2 separate regions of the Bos taurus genome follow, and region 2 is linked to region 1. A link is a contact called in public Hi-C data. All regions are on one chromosome and are shown on one strand. The core of a region is the stretch at or near the end of the contact, and the rest is flanking DNA. Distances in the headings are between cores, read along the strand shown.

The links. Hi-C and Micro-C count contacts between places; a contact is called where the count stands out from the background.
Region 2: a contact with region 1 is called in a Hi-C map of an unstated tissue, with 4 times the contacts expected there. The contact joins the promoter of PDE3B here to the enhancer-like site in region 1. A contact is called at or near these places in 2 of 11 Hi-C or Micro-C datasets (blood and an unstated tissue).

What each region holds. Positions count from the first base shown.
Region 1 is chr15:38,001,481-38,005,320 of ARS-UCD2.0, reverse strand. The region is part of intron 1 of PDE3B (phosphodiesterase 3B); the gene reads left to right. Among named protein-coding and RNA genes, the nearest start is that of PDE3B, 92 kb to the left of the region's middle. Within about 2 kb of position 1,845, at least 21 of the 102 cell types and tissues checked have an H3K27ac peak or open chromatin away from gene starts, as enhancers often do. A contact at or near this core is called in blood, where this site is marked.
Region 2 is chr15:38,093,527-38,097,376 of ARS-UCD2.0, reverse strand. It overlaps PDE3B (phosphodiesterase 3B), which reads left to right and starts at 1,864. Exons shown (of 16, transcript XM_002693045.7): 1 at 1,864-2,931. The coding sequence starts at 1,954. LOC132342325 (a long non-coding RNA gene) reads right to left here and starts at 2,443. Exons shown (of 2, transcript XR_009490657.1): 1 at 2,355-2,443.

The DNA.
Region 1 (3,840 bases), core at 596-3,095:
TAAATTCTGAATTATCAGTACAGCTTTAGGAAAAAATCTTCATTGGAGTGGCCTGGCATGTTCAAGGACCACCTAGTATAGCTCAGAGAGAATTATAGGAGAATAATTGGAAACAAAAAGTAAACATTACCCTTGAGGAACTCTGCTATAAATGGGAGCAAAGAAATGGGATACAGGCTGAGTGTAAGATCATGAAAAAGTTTGTGTGTGTGTGAGAGGTGAGAAATTGCGGCATGTTTATAGTCTAACGGGAATAATGGCAATGATTTAGTAGAGAGAAAAAATGATGGAAGAGCGAGGGAGAGAGCTGCTTGTGAAGCATTCTCAGGTAGACACCTGGATTGGATCTTGGGATCAAACCCATGGAGGAGGGCATGGCAGCCTACTCCAGTATTCTTGCCTGGAGAATCCTACGGACAGAGGAAGCCTGATGAGCTACAGTCCATGGAGTTGCAAAGAGTCGGACACTTCTGAAGCAAGATGCAGGTACCAGCAGATTGGATCTAGACCATTTATGGAAAAGTGAGTCATTGACTAGAGCTCAGCAAGTTCAACTGTACTAACAGAATGAAATGCAGGAAATACGGGATCAAGTATTGGAGGGTAATCTATGATTTGATGATCTATTTTTATTATTTTTGGAAAGAAATCTCATTAAAAGCTTAAATAATTATCCTTTCAGCATAGTAGTAGAAAGAGAATAAAATTTGAAGGGCGATAAATCTGAGTTCAGATACTCGCTCTGCAATTTACTGCTGCTACTGCTGCTAAGTCGCTTCAGTCGTGTCCGACTCTGTGCGACCCCATAGACGGCAGCCCACCAGGCTCCCCCGTCCCTGGGATTCTCCAGGCAAGATACTGGAGTGGGGTGCCATCGCCTTCTCCACTGCAGTTTACTAGCTGACACCTGATAGAACTTGGTTCACAATGTCCCTGTATTTAGGATTGCAAGAAATATTAATGGAATTCACTCCAAGGTGGTTCAAATAAACCTTAAGAGAAGGAACAAGCCTAAGAGGGTGATCAAGGGATGGTTAGGCAGCTCGAGAGCTAGTAACACTAGAAAGCTGTTACCTCACCTGAGGCTGATAGAGCAAGGATGGAAATAGTGTTTCCAGAGTCACAGCTGAAGTTGGGAAGGGAAGACCAACTGATTAAGAGCTGTAGTCATGGAGGCAGCAGAAAGGGCACAACCATTTTCCTCTCCTCCCACACTCCAGTTTCCTGCCATCATCTTCCAACCTAAGTAGAAGTCAACTGCATGGCAGCTTGGGAGATGCAGAGTGTCGGGGTCAGCCTTCCCATCATGGAGAGGAGGACAAAGAAGGGATCTGAGAGGCAAATGGAGAATAATTAGTATAATCACTAAGCCTTAACTTCTCCATATATAAATGGGGTTACTTGCACAATTGTTGTGATTCCACATGGCTGCCAAGCACCTGCCATATTACTAGCACATAGTAGTGCTGATAATATAGGATGGTGTAGCATAATACATGCATATGTATGGCTGACTTCCTTCGTTGTTCACCTGAGACTGTCACAATATTGTTAATCAGCTATACCCCGATACAAAGTGGGAAAAAAAAAAGATCGTTTAGCATAAAGTTTAAGAATCCTTAAAAAGCTTTGCAATGAGACAGATCTGAATTTAATTTCTGTCTCTGCCACTTACTAGTCATGTGACTCTGGGCAGGGTACTTCACCTTTTTAGTCTCTGTTGTGTCATTTGTAAAATGGGGAAATAGGCTTACCACAAAGAATTCTAGTGAAGATTAAAGAAGCCATGGTATATTAGGCGGCCGACGGTGCTGGTGCACAGCGTGCAGGCTCAATCACCACAGCTGTAGTCGTATGTTTTGATTGATTGGTAAGGATAGCAAATGAGGCTAGTTTCCAAGTAATACTAGTCTCCACCCCCACCACACACCCCGCCCCCCCTTTTTTTGGCCCTTATTCTCAGGTTTCCACCCCACCACACAGGAGAGACACACACACCCTTTTTTTCTTGCCCTTATTCTCAGGTTTTCTGACTGGGGCCTTTATTTGTCATGCAGGGGTCAAGATGACTGTCGTTGCACTTTAGACTATTAGAAAGTACAGTTGTACAGTTTTAGTTTAGCTTTTTAGGGTGTCCATTTATTTTATGTTTTTGGTTTATGGTCAATAAACATAGTTAAATGGGCCTAAAGTTGAAAGGCACAGAAAAAGTTGAAAGTACTGAAATTTGAGAAATTAACCTAGATTTATACACGAAGCTCAAGTGAAAAATGCTGAAAATAAAGTATGTTTTAACAGTTAATTCACAGCTGTTACATAATAGCTAATCTTTCAAATTTCACATAAATGTCACAGTTCTGTAAGCTTAACTTGAGGACACATATATGTTTTTCTTCTTGGCTACATTAGGGAACAATGAAGTAAAACCTCATTGACGTAATTGAACCTGATAACATCTCCTGGTTGTGCTGCTGATGTTTCACTGTGGTGGTGGTGGTTTCATAGAGCTCTGTAAAGCATGTTGGACTTACAAACATATTCAAACAGAAACTTTAATCAGGATTCAACTTTTTAACCACAAAGAAAAGCTGAGTTTATAAAAGCACAGTTTTGGATTTACTTTATCAAATCAACTAAAAGAATTTTTTTTAATAATAGGCATCTCATATGTTACTTAAATTGAAAATACTGTTTTTAAAAGTATTTTTGAACAGATGTCTACAGTGTGTGAAAATACTAATTTCTGATACTGTGTAAATTTGAATTTAGATGGAAAGAGACAAATGGAGTACTGGAAGCTCCTAAAAACAGCAATTAAAATTAATCCTTTCATGAAATGTGGAGAAGGCAATGGCACCCCACTCCAGTACTCTTGCCTGGAAAATCCCATGGACGGAGGAGCCTGGAAGGCTGCAGTCCGTGGGGTCGCTGAGGGTCGGACATGACTGAGCGACTTCACTTTCACTTCACTTTCATGAAATGACGTCTTATCATATAATAGAACCATGTTTTGAGAACATACCATAGTCACTAAAACTCTTTTTTCACTTGATTCAAAATTTAATAATATTTGAATTATTTATCCTTATATTTATTTATAGGATTTCCTTTGGTATTGAGAGTGAAGTTTAGGTTTTGCTGACTTTGGAACAATTGATATAGAACATATATTGGCTACTTGGAAGTAAAATTGTAAAAGAGCTATGTGTTATTTTGGAGGAATGAATGCTTCTACCAATGTTTCTTAAACTTTTAATATTCATGCACCATCCACTGTGTATTCAGTATGTGTGGCGGTTACCTACGAGTATTAAATAAATGCATTAAAATGACTCAGTTTTTAAAAATGAAATTAGTGAACATTGTTTGCAATATTAAAGATATTTGTTTTAGCTCACTGATGAGTAAATCGGTTGTGTGTTGTAGATTCACAACCTATATAACACAATCTGTATATCCAACCAGATTCTTTTCTCTATTTTCTTAAATTGAAAAAATTAAAGCAAAATTGTAATTTACAGTGGGATGCAGCAAGTAGTTTTTCTGACGTTGATTCTGAATACTGAAATCCAACATGGACCCTGTAATCATAAAGAGATTTCTCACTGAAGATTACTTTTGAGGCTGTGTCTGTTGCTAAGTTAATGGGCATTGTCATGGTTAAAAACTTGAGAAATAGAAGCTCTTTGCATTTTATTGCAAAAAATACTTCTATCTGCTATTTATAGTTTTTATTTGCACTGCATTTTCCCACAGCACACCGAAAAGATGTACTTTGTGTGGCCAAACATTGAATGCATTTACTCTTACACTATTTCTCTACCACTGAATCGTGCCCAG
Region 2 (3,850 bases), core at 615-3,114, 92 kb before region 1:
GACGCTGACACTAGCCTGCCATGCCCTTCTGTACAAGCTCAAAATGTATCCATCAAGCTTCCTAATTTACTCTTTGGTAATGATGAGTCCTGTTTATTTTTAAATACATTTAAAAATGTATTTGCGGAGTTCTGTTGAAATGAGATATTTTTAAAAAGAATTTCAACTGTCCTGGTGAAAAAAAAGACCCCATGGATTTTTATCTCTTAGGGCAAGCATTTGAGTAATCAATTTGAAAACTCTATTACATATTTTTTCCTTTATCTAAGAAGCAGACAAAAATTCTGGTCTTTTTTCATCTTGGTCCAATTCTTGTGCTAATTTCACTGTGATTTCTGCTATGCATGTGAACTATGACCATATACAAAAATGGTCTTGGCTGTGGGCAAAGATTAATTGGTGAAAAATGGGCCTGTTTGTGGGATTTACCACACAGTAAGGTTTCACATCTCCCTGGAAAAATGTGGAATTAGCTCTTTGAGACATGCAGGCCTGTCATGAGGTGGAAGGGAGAGTTTTGGAGGAGGGAAACACAGTTCAGTCACTAAGATAGTTATGATTGGTGAGATTCCAGAGCAGTCCCTTCCGTACAGCAGTTCTTCCCGCTTTCGAGTCCGTGTTTCCCACATGTAGCTAGTTTCATCAGTAATTCACAGATAGCATCTTATTTGGCTTCTCTCACGGCCAACTGATCCAAACCTGGCAATGGTCTTGGAGTGAACTCCTAATCCTCCCATTCCCCCCACCCCCAATATGCAGTTACAGTGGAAAGCCTTCAATGTGGGAAGATCTTTTCGACAACAGATTTTCCATGCTTCCTGAGGCAGAAACAGATGTGGACCCACTGGTAGTTTGGCAAGGGTGCAGGGACGATGGGACGGTAGCTCCTCCCTTTATTAAGATGGTTCTTGAGGAAGACAGACTCGGTAATACCGACTAGGATGCTCCCAGGGAGCGCTCGACGTACGTGCTCCTCCCTAAAAAGCCACTGCAAGGGCCTGCTGCATGGCTCAAGAATCCCCGCTGCTGTTAAGGACAGACCTAGCCACAGTGATCAAGGCTTCTTCCCCATGACTTTGGTGGGGACTGGCACTTACCAGGTCGCAGCTCGGCTTGGACATCCCAAGGGTCCACCCTAAACTGGGATGGGGGTAAAGGCGGGACCCGTCGCCTCCCCACCTCAACTCGGTTTCTCTACTAGGCACTCCCCTTGGGGACCATAAGCGCCCTCTTTCCCTACGCCCCCAGTGGTAACCTGTCGGAGCCTGCCTGAGGTCTGTGACTTACCCCAAAGGAACCTGAGCGCCTGGGGGGAATCCCAGGATGGCGGGCTTGCCCCCTTCTATCCGAAAAGGGTCCCTCCCATTCCTCCCAACCTGGATCGGTCTCCGGGCGGCCGCAAGCCGCGCTCTCCCCAGTCTGGGAACGCTGAGGCGGCTGGGGTCCCCAGCCCGCGATGGGGCAGGCGGCCGGCAGGAGCGGCGGCGCCCTTGGCTGCCGGACGGGCCGGGGCGCGGGCGCGCGCAGGCGGGCGGGCGGGGCGCGCACCCGGCCGGGACAGCGGCGGGGGAGGAGCGCCCGCCCGCCGCTCGCGCGCCCAACGGACCAGGCTGGGGCCGAGAGGTAACTGTTGCAGCCCGCGGGAGCCGGGAGGCGACGCGGACACTCCAGTCCCAAGAAGTGCCCGGGGTAACAGGAAGGGGGGCGGGGTCCGGCCACCGAAGTCCCGGAGAGGAGCCCCCTCCGCCCCTCTTCTCAGCCAGCATGTCCCGGACCCCGCCGCTCCTCCACCCGCGCGGCGGGGACCCCGGGCCGCGGCGGCGGGCGCAGCCCTGACGCGCCGCCGAGCCGGGGGGCGCTCCGAGCGTGGGGGCCAGGCGGGAGGGAGCGCGAGCGGCCGCTGCGGTCCGAGCGGGGCGTGCCGAGCCCCCGCGGCCACCGGGCGTCCCGGCCATGAGGAGGGACGAGCGAGACGCCAAAGCCATGCGGTCCCCGCCGCCGCCGGACGGGGCCGCCTCGCCCCCCGAGAGTGTGAGGAACGGCTACGTGAAGGGCTGCGTGAGCCCCCTGCGGCAGGACCCTCCGCGCGGCTTCTTCTTCCACCTCTGCCGCTTCTGCAACGTGGAGCTGCTGCTGCCGCCGCCCGCCTCCCCTCAGCAGCCGCGGCGCGGCTCCCCCTTCTCCCGGGCGCGCCTCTTGCTGGGCGCCTTGGCCGCCTTTGTCCTCGCCCTGCTGCTCGGCTCGGGGCCCGAGAGCTGGGCTGCTGGGGCCGCCCGGTTGCGGACCCTGCTGAGCGTCTGCTCGCAAAGCCTCAGCCCCCTCTTCAGCATCGCCTGTGCCTTCTTCTTCCTCACCTGCTTCTTGACCCGGACCAAGCGGGGCGCCGGGCCGGGCCGGAGCGGCGGCGGCTCCTGGTGGCTGCTGGCACTCCCCGCCTGCTGTTACCTGGGGGACTTCTTGGTGGGGCAGTGGGAATCCTGGTCTCGGGGGGACGGAGACGCCAGGGCCCCGGTCCCGCACACACCCCCAGCGGTGGCGGGCCGGTGGTTCTTGGTGCTGAGCTGCGTGGGCTTGTTGACGCTCGCGCAGCCGGGGAGGCTCCGGCACAGCATCGTGGTGCTGCTCTTCTCCAGCTTCGTCTGGTGGGTGTCCTTCACCAGCCTTGGGGCGCTGCCTCCAGCCCTCCGGCCCCTGCTGTCCTGCCTGGTGGGGGGCGTCGGCTGCCTGCTGGCCCTGGGGCTGGATCACTTCTTTCAAATCAGGGAAGCTCCCCAGCAACCTCAGTTGTCCAGTACCGCAGAAGAAAAAGTGCCTGTGATCAGACCCCGGAGGAGGTCCAGCTGCGTGTCATTCGGAGAAACTTCAGGCGGTTACTATGGCAGTTGCAAAATGTTCAGGAGACCTTCGTTGCCTTGCATCTCGAGAGAACAGGTATGTTTCCAGAAAGGAAAGGTTTGCTAAGGAAAGGAGGGCGGTTTTATCGCTTCAGTTCCTGAATTGAATTAGTGCGTTTGAAAGCTTGTTTACTTCCAGGGTGAAAAAAAAAAAAAAGTTTTATTCTGGAAATAACTCCTAAAATACAGGAAGCTTAGAAAAACAAAAACAAAAAAACGCAGAAGTACCATTTATCTTTGAATAGAAATGAAATAGCAGACTAAGCATGCTACACTTTTTAAAGAGATTGTTTATGCAGTAGATGCGTTCTCAGAAGAATGAAGTGAATTATTTGAAGAATTACATTATGACACTTCTGGTGTCATTTATTTGTTGCTGTAATAATGGTGCTGTTTCCCTCAAAGATAACATACAGCCGTTAGAATGAGTGAATATATAGATGTGTGAATTTTAATCGGTATTAAATAATCAGTATTATTCTTGATAATAGGACAAATCTTAGGTCTTACAATTAAAAGAAAAGTGATGAGTTTTGGAACAGAGACTTGTTAACTTAGATGAAAAGACCGTTGGGGATAATTTTAAGAGGTTTCTTCCCCCACCCCCACCCCAAATTTCAGCAGTAATAAGCTAATATAATCTTTTACAGACTAACTCGTGGTCCTGTGTGTTTGTTGCATAATTAGGAGAATGTTGTAACAATTTAACCTTTAATCTTAGTAATGTTTGGAAATATACCAAAAACGTTTACAATTTATTTTTCTGTAGGTTTACATTTTTTTTTTTAAGGAATTGAAATCATTATTAGGGAAAGAGTTTGTCTTGATAGCCTAGGGAAATCTTACCTGTTCTACATTAGGAAGAAACTCACTAAGTATAGCTACTATTCACTGAGCATTTTACTAAGTGCAAAATACTTGTATTGTCTTAAACCTTCACAAGGACACTGTATAAT